Linked DNA regions of Mus musculus: all the other regions are linked to region 1. A link is a contact called in public ChIA-PET and promoter capture Hi-C data. All regions are on one chromosome and are shown on one strand. The core of a region is the stretch at or near the end of the contact, and the rest is flanking DNA. Distances in the headings are between cores, read along the strand shown.

Region 1 (4,176 bases), core at 962-3,461:
TATCTTAGAGGGAAAAGTTTATTTGGCTCCATTAGGAATTAATTAAAAGACAACCCGTGTCCTGCTGCTGCCTGGTCTTGCATTTACAGGATTTTCAGCCAAGAAGAAAATGTATTTTTGAAAGAGCAGCGTCTGGCCTCATCCCTCACTAATTGACACTCCATCTGCCGATGCCGGTGTTTTTCCTTCCCATTCTCCCCTCTCCCCAGGAAGAAGCAATAGAGCTCATGTTTGGTAACTGCTAAAATCTTTTTAAGAGGAAAAAAAAGTATAATAAAGACTTCAGCTCCTTGGCCTACTTAATTGGTTCCTACAGAATGAGTTTAACTTGTGTGTTTGTCTTAAGCTAGGATGCATGTCCCCACATAGCAGACATCCAGAGACCTCTGGGTACATTTTTTTAAAATGTTCATTTGAATGTTGAATTTGAAAGTGCCAATGTAAGATATCCATGTGGATGTTTGGGACTCTTCAGTGATTTTTTTAAAAGCCCAAATGTTTCTGATACACAGCTATGAACATTATAGCACTTTGGGCAAGCAATTCCCTCAGCATACTAGAGAGGCAGTAAGATCATTAGCTCCTGATGAGCAAATTTAACTTAATGGTAGGTTGATAGCATGTTATATCAAAATTGGCCAAGTAGGGAATAAAGACCCAAGTTTCATTGACAACCGCTGGAGAAAGTGTGTGCTTTCAGATCCAGGGAAGTCTCCCTCTGGGCATGCCCTGAGATAGTCATTGAATGGTGCTGGAAGTTTTCAGTCATTGAATGGTGCTGGAAGTTTTCATGCAGGCAGGGGATTTTTAAAGCAATAAACCGGGGTTGAACACAAGTGTCATCAAGTACCATTACCTACCCAAAGCTTGCTCTTTATTTCGTCTGTGTGTTTCCCTCCTACGATGCAGCTCACACGGTGGTGGCAGTGTGCTAAGTTTCATCTCTGTCTTAAAGATAGTCAAGTGTTCTTTTGGGCCACATTTTCAAACTTACAGAAAGTAAAGAAGACCCCAAAGCAGCTAGCGCGGGCTGAATGCCGGTTGATACTTTGAGAAGGTGGTGGCACTTCGGAGAATGACTTGTGTGGCTGGAGATGGCAAGAAGCAAGACAGCTATGCTGGATGGGGAGGGACTTACCTCCAGGAGTCTCACTTTTAAAACCATTCCTTTGGGGTTGAAGAGATGGCTATTCTTCCGAAGGAAGACCCAGAACCCACATGGTAGCTCACAACGAGCACAACTCAGGGGATCCAGCATTCTCTGGCCTCTGTGTGTATGTCTGATTGCTCATAGTGCACAGGCATACATGCCGACAAGCATACACATGAAATATATCTTAAAGAGTTTTTGCTGAACTAGAGCTAAAAAATAGTGTTGATTCTTTGGATTTTGCAGTAGTCAGGAGAACATCAAGGAGTCAGTTTTCTTTTCTTTGATACCAAGTGTTCTCTAAACTTAGTGGGCAGGGAAAGGAAGTGAGGATGTAGTCACCCGTCTTTTATAGCACTCAACCATCTAGCATGCACCCACTGTATACTCTGTACCCTTCCTGTCATATTTCAGACGACAATAAGAACTCAAAAGAGGCTCAGTAATTTGAGCTTAGACAGGCTAGCCTGATCCACATCAGGAATATACTTAACAGGAATGAAAAATGGGATATGTCTTGTCTTCCTGTCCTTTGCCTCCAGCTCAAGCCGAACAACAGAGAACATCCTGGGACTTTAAAATGCTGCTCTTGGGGTCTACCCCCCGAGTCTGGAGCATCAACCATTCTAAGCTGTCTGTGAATATCAGTGAGTTTTACTAAATAAATGGTTAATTGTTACTGCCTCCAAAATGTTGGCTTTGTTTTCGAATAATGTGTCCCTACTTGTATATTTTGTTGACGTTAGATCTCAAATTCAGAAGAGATAGTTAATATCAATGGGGGAGGGAAACGAGAACTAATAAACAGTATCTTCTTTAGTAACAAAAAGGTCAAGAGGACAGCCTCAACCTGTCTGCTGTCTGTGGAGGCGGAGCGAGGCCTGAGCAGGTCACGCCTCTCAGCACGCCCCTGCCTTGCGCCACGCCCCCTGCTGCTCTCCAGAGCGAATCTATGCTGCCCCCTGGTGGCCGCGGCTGCGCAGTGCGTCCCCTTGAGCCGCGGCTGCGGCTGCGCAGTGCCGCCCTCTGGCGGCTCGGCTCCTTCCTCCCGCCCATCGGCTTCTGCTTGCGGGCCTTTCAAACATGGAGGAGCGCGAGTGGGGGGCGAGGTCGGCTCGCGCCGGCAGCCCAGCCAGCCCGCCCAGCCCGCGGCTGGACGTCAGCTCCTACAGCTTCGACCCGCTGCTGGCCTTGTACGCACCTCGCCTGCCGCCCATTCCCTACCCCAACGCGCCCTGCTTCAACAACGTGGCGGAGTACGAGAGCTTCCTGAAGGGCGGGCGCACCGGGCGCGGTCGGGCTCGGGGCACGGGGGAGCCGGCCTCGGCGGGAACCTCCACCGGAACCTCCACGGGAGCCGGGAGCTCGTCCAGGGCCCGTCGCCGCGCCGCGCCCACCCCGGATCCCGAGCGCATCCAGCGCCTGCGCCGGCTCATGGTGGTCAAGGAGGACACGGACGGCACGGCCGGAGCGCGACGCCAGGGCCCGGGGCGCAGCAAGAAGGCACCCCGCAATGTGCTTACGCGGATGCCTTGTGAGTGCTGTGGGGCGGCCGGAGGTCTAGGCAGGGCTTGCAAAGGGCGTCTGCGGGAGTCTCGAGGGCCGTGGGGGCGCGGGCACGGTCACCTGTGAGTCACAGAGACTGTGCACGAGTTGAGGAACAGGGAGAGTGACGACCCACGGCGGTGGGGATGAGGTGGGGGTGGGGGAGATCTGCACAGGCTATCATGTCCGGAGGAATGTCCCCCAGGTAGTGAGGAGCTGCAGAGGGGCTGCGGTAGTGATGAGGCTTACGGAGCGATTGTAGGGCTTGTAGACAGTTTGGGGGGATGGGGCGAACATCAGAGGTCTGCAGAAATGATGAGAGGTCTTGGGGACCACTGCAGGGAGTTGAGGAGGTGTACAGAAGTTGTGTTGGAGCACAGCCAGTCTGAAGGTGTGTGGGATTTGAGGGTCAGGTGGAGAGTGAGGAGATGGATATGTTCACATAATAGCACAAGAGACGTCTCCTATCCCAGCATGGGAACTGACAGCCCCGCCTGGGGTGCCGTTTCCGCCTGGGCTGCAGGGACTTGATCGGCTTGTGTTCACATTAAATCACTAGTGTTGGAGTGCCGCAGACACAGAATGCTACCAAAACACAGGTGCGGTTTTACAGCTACTGGCTGGCTGGGGCAGGACTATCTGTCAGGCTCAGGTTACCCTGTGTGCAGGTTGTTTTAAAATTCTAAAGGTAGAAATGGCACAAGAGAATTTCTTGCAGCTTCCTAATAGATCCGCAGGATGAATGAAGCCTTAAACAGCAAAGGTTCTAATGTGCTATTTAGATCTTGTTTAAATGGAATAAAAACAGCCTAGGGCTATATCAAATAGTTATGACATCTGCCCTGTGAACATAATGACCTACTTAGCCAGTCATAGCTTCTGTAGCCTGCTAATTAAATCGTTACAATGTTAAAGTGGCTTCTTTTGGAATGGAAGGTGTGAACTCAGTGAGAGATTTTGTTTTGTTATGTTCCTAGAAATTTGTTTATTAAGAGAGAAAGACCCTGAAAAGCAGTGCGCTGCTGCCGGAGCCTTTGTGGGCTGGCATACTGTACCAGATCCTCCCAGCACAGCCAGGATTTCCCAGAGCTGGCTCTCACAGCCGGAGCAGAAAGACAGAGCGTGCCTGGCTCTGGAACAAGCTGCTACAGTACTTTCTTTTTGCCTATGTGTGTTGCCACTGTGAGGTTATTGAATTGCACCCAAGTCTCAGAGTGTGACACTTATTCCTGCTACCTCCTTGCTACCAAGATTGTCTCGGGAAACACTTGAGAGCAGTTCTGGGTTTCCTGTGCTCTCAGGACTGTGAGAGGACCAGCTCCACCTGGCTCTCACGACTAAGTTCATTTCTGGAGTTAAGACCTCACTCAAGGTGTTAGCCCTCATCACTGAAACCCTGAAGCAGATGGAGTACCGCGAGAGATGGGTGGATACCGCAAAGAATAGCCTCCAGAAAGCAAGCAAGTGACCAAAGCACCAGG
Region 2 (4,176 bases), core at 627-3,126, 250 kb before region 1:
GGGAACAAAGTAAATGACAGAAGAATGGCCCTATAGTCATCAACATGTCTCCTGGTCATTGCGGCCTCCAGTGGGGCTTCTGAGAGGCCAAGGAGCCAACACAGCCTCCTCTGACTGGCCTCAAGACAAGCCATGTGAGTCTCGAAGGCTGATTAGAGTGGAGGAGATGGCTCAGTGCAAGCCTCAAGGACCTGAGTTCTGTCCCCAGGAGCCATGTTTAAAAGCCAGGGGAAGAGCTAGAGAGATGGCTCAGTGGGTAAGAGCACCACACTGCTATTACAGAAGACAAAAGTTCGGATCCGAGCACCCATGTCAGATGTCTCACAATTGCCTGCTAGTCCAGCTGTGGGAGGACTTGCCGCCACTGGCTTCTGCCTCCTGTGGGCATCTGCATTCGTGTGTGCCCATCCATAGAGACACATCATATAACATACACATTTCAAAAAAAGCCAAGTGAGGCAATTGTAGTCCTGAAACTAGCGAGGCTGAGACTGGAGGATGTCTGGAAGCTTGTCAACCAGTTTCACTAGCGATCTAGCCAGTGAGTTGAGCAGTCTCACTGCATTGGCCAAGCCAGATTTAGGGACAGAGACTGAGAAAGCAAGGGAAGGACCAACTGAGGATGATAGCCACCCTCCATCTCGGGCCTGCACATATATGTGTGGGCAGGAGGAGAGACAGAGAGGGAGTCTGATTGTGTTTTCCTTCATGTGTTCTTCTCTTCCTCCAAGCTGACTGTTGTCTCCATGGGGTAGCTGTACTTTGGCAAGGGCATTTTCCCTCAGTCTCATACCGTTTCCTTCCCGACCCTAGGCAGTGCTTCGGTGACGGCTTGAACTGGGCCGGCTGCTCCATCATTGTCTTGCTGGGCCAGCAGCGGCGCTTTGACCTGTTTGACTTCTGTTATCATCTGCTGAAGGTGCAGAGGCAGGACGGGAAGGATGAGATCATTAAGAATGTGGTAAGCAGATGATATGGCTGGCCTGAGACGTGAGGTCTGGCAACAGGGCTGTCTTGAGGAAGGAGTAGGATGAGCTGCTTATGGAGGGCGAGCGATGGCTATGCACAGACACTTCACAAGTTAGAGACATGCTCAGAAAAGGCCTGCCCAGAACATGCTGTGACGGATTGGGTAACCCTGAGAAGCAAGCCTGGACTCCTGACCTCAAAGGTCACTTCCCTGACCCAAGCAGACCCTGTTGGTGCTGGCCACCATTGCCACAGCACACTGGACACTACAGCCATGGCAGGCACTGGGACTGGACACTACAGCCATGGCTGTTGGGTGCTATAAGAAAACAGAGCCCTTAAACTGAACGGCAGTGGTGGGGAGGAAGTCAGAAGTCTTCGTAGAAGTTAGGACTTGGGTTGGATGATGGGCAGTACATGGGGCCAGTGGCCTGGGTGGATTCCAGACACAGGGAGCAGCTGCCACACAGCATGGAGGCTTATAGCTGGGTGGCTAACACAGTGGTCCTCACCCTCTGGGTTGTAACCTCTTTAGAGGGGGGTGGTTGAAGGCCTGTTTCACAGGGGTCACATCAGATATCCTGAACATCAGCTGTTTACATTGCCATTCATAACAGTAGCAAAATTATAGTTAGAAAGTAGGAATGAAATAGTTTTTGTTTTGTTTTTGGTTTTTTGGTTTTTTGGTTTTTTGGGGTTTTGGGTTTTTTTGTTTTGTTTTTATTTCGAGACAGGGTTTCTCTGTGTAGCCCTGGCTGTCCTGGAACTCACTTTGTAGACCAGGCTGGCCTCGAACTCAGAAATCTGCCTGCCTCTGCCTCCCGAGTACTAGAATTAAAGGCATGCGCCACCACGCCCAGCTATGGAATGAAATAGTTTTATGGCTGGGGGGTGGGGGTGTCACAATATGGGAACTGTATTAAAGGGTCACAGCACTAGGAAGGTTGATCTGTCTGGTCTGGCCCAGAGGAGCTGTCCAGGAAGATGTAGGAGCGTCCTTACAAACAACAGGGGGAGGGGTTAAGAGTTGTGGTTATTGTTAGTAACTATTTTCCGGTATCCAGTTCAGTGTTACTTTAAATACCCTCACAGTATCCTGCCACCCTCATCCTCATCCCTGGAGAATTTTCATTTTCTCCTGCTGAAGCTTTGTGTCCATTTAAATGACTCCCCAGTGCCTGGCAGCCATCATTTTTCTTTCTGTCCCCATGAATGTAAGGACTTTGCATACCTTAACAGTAACAACAGTCTCTGTCCTTGTGTGACTGGCCCATCACATTTCATAAGGCCCATCCACCCCACAGCATGTCAGAATCCCATTCTTTTATAGTTCACTAGTACTTTATTGTATGCGAAACACAGCCCACTGATGGACCCTTGTGTTGCATTCACCTTTAGCAACTAAGAATAACAACAGAACTCTGAACTCACACATCTTAGGCAGCTTACTGAGTCTCTCCTTCGGTTCTTTGAAGTATACACTCAGAAGTCTAAGTGCTGGACCATCTGGTAATGTTCTTTAATTCTTTTGAGGAACAGCCAGACTGTCTTCCCTAATGGGTGCACCATTTTATATTCCCACCAGCAACACCCAAGAGTACAGAGTTCCGCATATCATTGGGTCTTTGTGTGTCTTCTGTAGAGAAATGCCTTTGAGTCTTTTCTTTGAATTTTAATTGCTCCTTAAATTTTTCTCATGCTTACTTCCTTTGAGAGCGTGTGTGTGTGTGTGTGTGTGTATGTTTGGAGAGGCCTGTCGCAGCACATGGGTAGGGGTCTGAGGCCAACATAATGAAGTCATTTCTCTTCTCCTGACATGTGAGGTCTGGGATCCAACTGAGATCCTCAGACGTGACAGCACTTTTACCCACTGAGCCACCTTAGTAGCCTTGGATTATAGCATTTATATATATTCAGAACAACAGCTACTTGCCTGTTTTATAAATGCTACCTTTCATTCTGTTGATGATATCTTTTAATGCACACAAGTCTTCATTTCCCTCTGCATTGGCCGTCAAATCTGACATCATGGTGGTTTACTCCTGTGCTTTCTTCTAAGAACTTCATAGTTTGTCTCATGTTGAAGCCTTTTATTCATTTCCTACTTATTCTTGAATAGAGTCTATAATATAAGGTCTAACATTCATCTGCATAGGATTCCAGTTTTCCCAGGATTTGTTGAAAATGTTACCCCTGGCACTCACACATACTTCAGATGTCTTGCCCATCCTGTTCAGAGTCGTTTGGTTCAACATAGTTTGTTTCTAGCCGTACAGTTCTATTTCACTGGTCTTCGTGACAGTACTGCGGAGCTTTGATTATAGTAGCTTTATTATAAGCCTTGAAACTTGCAAAGGTTATCAGCAACCTTTAGCGTTTTATTTGGGAACTGTAGAGAAGATCTTTAACGAAAAGGGAAACGTGACTAATGGAATGTCAGGAATCTGGACTGCAGCCCCCTCTCTGCCTCCCACTTTACCCCAATCCTAACCTCAGCTTCCCCGTTCTTCTCCAGCCTCTGAAGAAGATGGCTGACCGCATCAGGAAGTACCAGATCTTGAACAATGAGGTTTTTGCCATCCTGAACAAGTACATGAAGTCTGTAGAGACAGACAGTTCCACCGTAGAGCATGTGCGCTGCTTCCAGCCCCCAATCCACCAGTCATTGGCCACCACCTGCTAGGTAGAAAACCGTGCAGACCTTCAACCTGGAGGAGGAGGAGGAGGAGGAGAGAACACAGTGACCAGCCTGCAGCAGGTCCAGTTGACAGTGTGTGGACAGGTCTGGAAGGAAAAGAAAACCTCCCCAACACATCTCTACCACTCCCAAGGGCTGGGCTCCCGCATGTTCCTCCCATGATATCTCCATGGTGGATTTTCCATAGTGTAAATGAAAAAAAAAACAACAAAAACACAGGGCAGTGTGTGCTTTCTTTTCTTTTTTTCCACCTTATCTGTATTGAAGAGCTACTGTTTCCACCCTGCAGCTGCCCACTCCATCTGCGATTACTTCCCAAGACCGCCTCCCCAAGTCGTAACCTCCTACCCGCTATCTGTATTTGATCCAGCACTATAGTCTTAGAGACATAGAAGAGAAGAGTGTAGCCATAGCAGAGATATCAGCCTGGCCCATTGGATATCTCAGCTTACTGGCCCATCTTCTGTGGCTTCTCCCTCCAGTTCCCTCACCACAGCACTTCCTGCTCG
Region 3 (4,176 bases), core at 761-3,260, 220 kb before region 1:
GTGACCAGACAGTAAACCACGAGCAAGATGGACTCGGGTAGGGTGCCGCTAAGGACTCAGACTTGGGAGCCCAGCAGGCTCTGGCCTCATTTCACTCCTCACATGGACTAGAAAGAGTGCCTATCTCATAGGAAGCTAGATGAGATAAAACCCATGGACATTGCATGTCCAAAGATGTCCTCGCTGCCAGAGCTGACCTTTCAGCTCTGACCTTTCATCATGCCTTTCATCCTGGTGCTGTCTCTTAATTAACTAACTAATTAATTAATTTATATCCTGACTGCAGTTTCCCTTCCTCCTCTTCCCGGTCCGTCACTCCCACCCTCCCTGCCCCATCCACCCCTCCTCCTCGTCTCCTCAGAAAAGGGGAGGGAGGCCTCCATGAATACCAACTATCCTTGGCATATCAAGTAGCAGTAGGACTAGGTGCAGCTTCTCCTATTGAGGCTAGAAGAGGCAGCCCAGTAGGAGAAAGGGTCCCAAAGGCAGGCAACAGGATCAGAGACAGCTTCTGCACCCGCTGTTAGGAGTCCCACATGAAGACAAAGATGTACAACCATTACATATGTGCAGAGGTCAGTCCCGTGCAGGCTCCTCGGTTGGCGGTTCAATCTCTGTGACCCTTTGTGGGCTCCATCTGGGTTCTTCTCGTTCCCAGCTGAGATTCAGGACAAGTTACCTGTTCGCTATGCTTAGTGTGCTCTCTGGTGATAATAAAGGTATGTACCCAGTATGGTAGACATGGGGGTTAAACAAACCGGATTTGGTCAGGACTTGGAACACTGCCTGGCTAATGGCAAGCACTTCACAGTATTTCCGTGGCTCAGGCAGTCAGGGTCCTTCTGACTCAGTTTTACCGTCATCCGAAGAGTCAATACCTTTCTTGATTTTGTTATTATCACCACCATCACTACAATTATTGTTATAACCGTGTTGAGGTATTTTTTTTTGACAAATAAAAATTGCAGGGCTGGTGAGAAGGCTCTGTGGGTAACAGCACAAGCCTGCTAACCTGGGTTGAGACCCTAGGGACACGGTGGAAAGGGAGTTGTCCTCTGACTTTCTCATGAGTGCCGTGGCTTGCACACTCACACGCATATGCACACACAAATATGTGTAAGAAAGCTGCGTGTATTTAAGGTATACAATGTGATGACTTTATATGTATATATATATTATGAAATGAGTACCATAAAGAAGCTAACTAATATACCCAATACATCCCACATACTAGCACATACAGAGTCCATCACTACACACACATACACACACACACACATATATATGTGTGTGTGTGTGTATGCCATCACTTTTGCACATAAACATTCAATCACAACTCTTATTATATAAACAGGTATGCTTATATAATTTTATTATATATGTATAAAATTTATGAACGGTGATTTTGGAAAATATCTGCTTCTAAATGATTGGTCTTAGTTCGCTTCTCCCAGAACTATGTAAGAACAGAATTCATTTGGACTGCCAATCACTTCATTTCCTTCTTCCATTCAGCCTACCAGTCCCCTGCCATCATCCATTCATGAGACACAAATATTCACTGAACATTTAAGGGCTCCCGTCATCCACAGTGCCCAGCACAGATCAGACCTCTAAGTAAGGCAGTGATGAGTAGACCAGGAGGATAAAAGAAGAAGGGGAGGAACTAAGTTCTCAGACCTTTCTTTGATACTTCCATCTCCCAAAGTGGCTTCCTCTGTGCCATCCGGAGTGTATCAACTCTGCTACATGTGGGTGCTGGCATCCCGGAAAGGCGGGCCCGGGGAACCCGCCCCCTCTCTCTTGCCCCTGGCACGGGCGGATGACTCGGTGGCTGGCACCCAGCTGCGGTCGCACCCCAGAAGGGCATGAGCCCCTGCCCCAGAGTTGATTCCCCATCGCCCGGTGTTGCCCAAGGCACAGGGTGACTCCTCCCCGAGGACCCTCCCCTTCGGGGCGCGCGTCACTCTCCCCACCCCTGGGTTCGGACCCTGGCGGCTTCCCGTGCCGTGCCTGCCGGAGCCACGTTGGGACAAGTCACGGCAACCTGCCCAGGAACCGCGGACCTCGGGCGCTGTCAGCCCAGGTCCCCATGGAGCTGCGGGTCGCCAACGCCAATGGCAGCTGCGAGAACGGTGCGTGCGGCTGTGAGGGAGACTTGGGCGGGTGCTGCGCTTCTCACCTTGTCCCCACCATCCTCGCCATCTCCTCCTCACCTGCTGGGGCCGCAAAGCTGGGAACAGGGGAGGTTAGCAACTTATTCCCACTCGGCTCCCAAACTGTCCTGAAGTTCCGGGTCTGGCGGAGATGTCACCTCCCCAGTGGCAGCTGCCGGGAGCTGAAGCAACAGAAAGAAGAAAAACAGAGCGCACTGGGGCAGGTGGCCTGTGAAAGGGGTGGGATAGAAAACTCAGGAGTAGTGTTGGCTTGCTGCAGGCTAACTAGATAACCTGTTGACATCTTTCCATCATCTAAACCAGAGAGTAGAGGAACAGAGAGGCTCCCTAGTCCAAAATTACACAACACATTTTGAAAAGGGAGAGAAAGGACCTCAGACAGTGCTTAGGAAATACCCTCGATTTTCTGGAATATTCCTTAACTATGTAGACCTTGGTCCTTCCCTGAACTATATTCCATTTAGTCCCAGAAACAAACTCTAATATGATATGCAGGCAGTTGTTTTATCTTTTTTTGTTGTTGTTATTGTTGTATTTAGACAAAGACTTGCTAAATTGTCCAGAATAGCTTAAAATGTGTGATTCTCCTGCCTCCGTTCCTCTCAGCCAGGAAATGCGAGCCTAAGTCACTGGGCTTTGATTTTATTTTTAAATTTACTTATTACTAGTGTGCATATGTCTATGTGCATATTACACACTCTCTCTCTCTCTCTCTCTCTCATGTGTGATAAATGATATATATTTATAGGCACAAGTGCCATCCTGAGGTGATGGAAGTGAGAGGACAAGTTGGAGAAGTGAGTTCGCTGCTTTTACATAAGTTCCAGGGCCAGAACTTGGGAGCAGGAGACTTTACCCAAGGAGCCATCTCCTCAGCCTTCAGCCTAGGTTTTAAAACATTTTGTTGTTGTTGTTGTTGTTTTCTATTCTTTTCATTTGTGTTCTTTTTTCTTTTTCTTTTCGTTTTTGCAGTGATGGAAACTGAACCCAGCCAGGGCCTCGTGTGTGTTAGGAAAGTATACTAACAATGGCCTTCGTCCCCAGGACACAGAGTTGTAATTTCACTATGCCCATTCTCCATTCGTCCCCAGGACACAGAGTTGTAATTTCACTATGCCCATTCTAGAGATGTAGAAACAGAGGCTGCAGCAGCAGGTCTAATCATTTGTGGCAGCTACCACGGTGGGGAATATGAACCACCTCCTGGATTCAGACTCCTGGACCTATGTGGCTGCTGTTCTCTGTTCCATCTGGAACTTTCTCTACTTTCGTCCTGTCTTGGAAGGACAGCCTGTGTGATGCTCTGAGTCCCTAACTTCTGCCCTTCTTCAGCGAAGAGCTTGAAGCCTGCTCTTAGGTGTTGGCTGAACCTCAGTCTCCTAAGCAACCAGGCGGGACTTTCCAGCCTCACCCCGTATCCCAAGGCAGCAGACATCTCCGGTCCTAGAACATTTTAGAGAAAAAGACAAGGAATCCATTTTTCCCATGTGCACTCCGTCTGAATTGGGTTCCCTAGGCCACCAGCTCTCTCTGGTTATAACTTCACTGTACTGGGAGAACTTGACTTCCATGGATGTGCTCAGGGGAACTGATTGGCTGGGGTGAGTCCTCTGGCTCCGCCCACTAGCAGTGAGATTGGGGAAAGCAGGGGAAAGGTGAGGGTACAGACATTACTGCCTGCATTTCCTGGGCTCAGGGAACTCCCCAGATGAGGCTCATGGGCAAGGATGCCCTGAGCTGGTGGAACAAGAGTGAGCTATGCAGAACCAGTCTGATTACGCGTAGATGACTTCTTGTCTCACAGCAAAGCACACACACATTTCCTGGGATTTCGGTCCCAGCTTCTGTTTTCTTTATGGGACTTCAATTCCCATAGCAGAACATAGGAGGGTCAGATGGGCTGTTTTGTTTTGTTTTTATTTTCCACTTTATCGCTTAAAAAAAAACATACAGAATGGAGGGTCTTGCTATGATAACTCCATACACATAAATAATTGTG

What was found. Promoter capture Hi-C pulls out the DNA fragments that hold promoters and counts their contacts. ChIA-PET counts read pairs in DNA pulled down with a chosen protein or histone mark.
Region 2: a contact with region 1 is called in a promoter capture Hi-C map of trophoblast stem cells, with 2.7 times the contacts expected there. The contact joins the enhancer-like site here to the promoter of Lsm11 in region 1. A contact is called at or near these places in 23 of 39 promoter capture datasets (the 3T3-L1 cell line, the C10 cell line, the HPC-7 cell line and 14 more), 2 of 15 datasets of contacts at CTCF or cohesin (the NIH/3T3 cell line and large pre-B cells), 15 of 484 Hi-C or Micro-C datasets (the 63-12 cell line, the BV-2 cell line, the C2C12 cell line and 7 more), 16 of 115 datasets of contacts at active chromatin or transcription factors (the SCID.adh cell line, craniofacial prominence, embryonic basal ganglia and 12 more) and 6 of 9 other capture datasets (adipose tissue, embryonic stem cells, embryonic tail and 3 more).
Region 3: a contact with region 1 is called in an RNA polymerase II ChIA-PET map of memory CD8 T cells, with 227 read pairs. The contact joins the promoter of Nipal4 here to the promoter of Lsm11 in region 1. A contact is called at or near these places in 3 of 39 promoter capture datasets (embryonic stem cells and neural stem cells), 1 of 15 datasets of contacts at CTCF or cohesin (embryonic stem cells), 8 of 484 Hi-C or Micro-C datasets (embryonic stem cells, epidermal suprabasal cells, stem cell-derived primordial germ cell-like cells and 1 more), 7 of 115 datasets of contacts at active chromatin or transcription factors (embryonic stem cells, large pre-B cells, memory CD8 T cells and 1 more) and 4 of 9 other capture datasets (adipose tissue, embryonic stem cells, liver and 1 more).

What each region holds. Positions count from the first base shown.
Region 1 is chr11:45,942,970-45,947,145 of GRCm38.p6, reverse strand. It overlaps Lsm11 (U7 snRNP-specific Sm-like protein LSM11), which reads left to right and starts at 2,211. Exons shown (of 4, transcript NM_028185.2): 1 at 2,211-2,684. The coding sequence starts at 2,234. It overlaps Thg1l (tRNA-histidine guanylyltransferase 1-like (S. cerevisiae)), which reads left to right. Exons shown (of 6, transcript NM_001080969.3): 6 at 1-1,841.
Region 2 is chr11:46,195,776-46,199,951 of GRCm38.p6, reverse strand. It overlaps Cyfip2 (cytoplasmic FMR1 interacting protein 2), which reads left to right. Exons shown (of 31, transcript NM_133769.3): 30 at 814-961; 31 at 3,485-4,176. The coding sequence ends at 3,652. Among named protein-coding and RNA genes, the nearest start is that of Mir7239, 28 kb to the right of the region's middle. Within about 2 kb of position 1,876, at least 4 of the 459 cell types and tissues checked have an H3K27ac peak or open chromatin away from gene starts, as enhancers often do. A contact at or near this core is called in trophoblast stem cells, where this site is marked.
Region 3 is chr11:46,164,193-46,168,368 of GRCm38.p6, reverse strand. Nipal4 (NIPA-like domain containing 4) reads left to right here and starts at 2,010. Exons shown (of 6, transcript NM_172524.3): 1 at 2,010-2,135. The coding sequence starts at 2,093. It overlaps Gm35624 (a long non-coding RNA gene), which reads right to left and starts at 2,366. Exons shown (of 7, transcript XR_001780199.2): 1 at 2,217-2,366.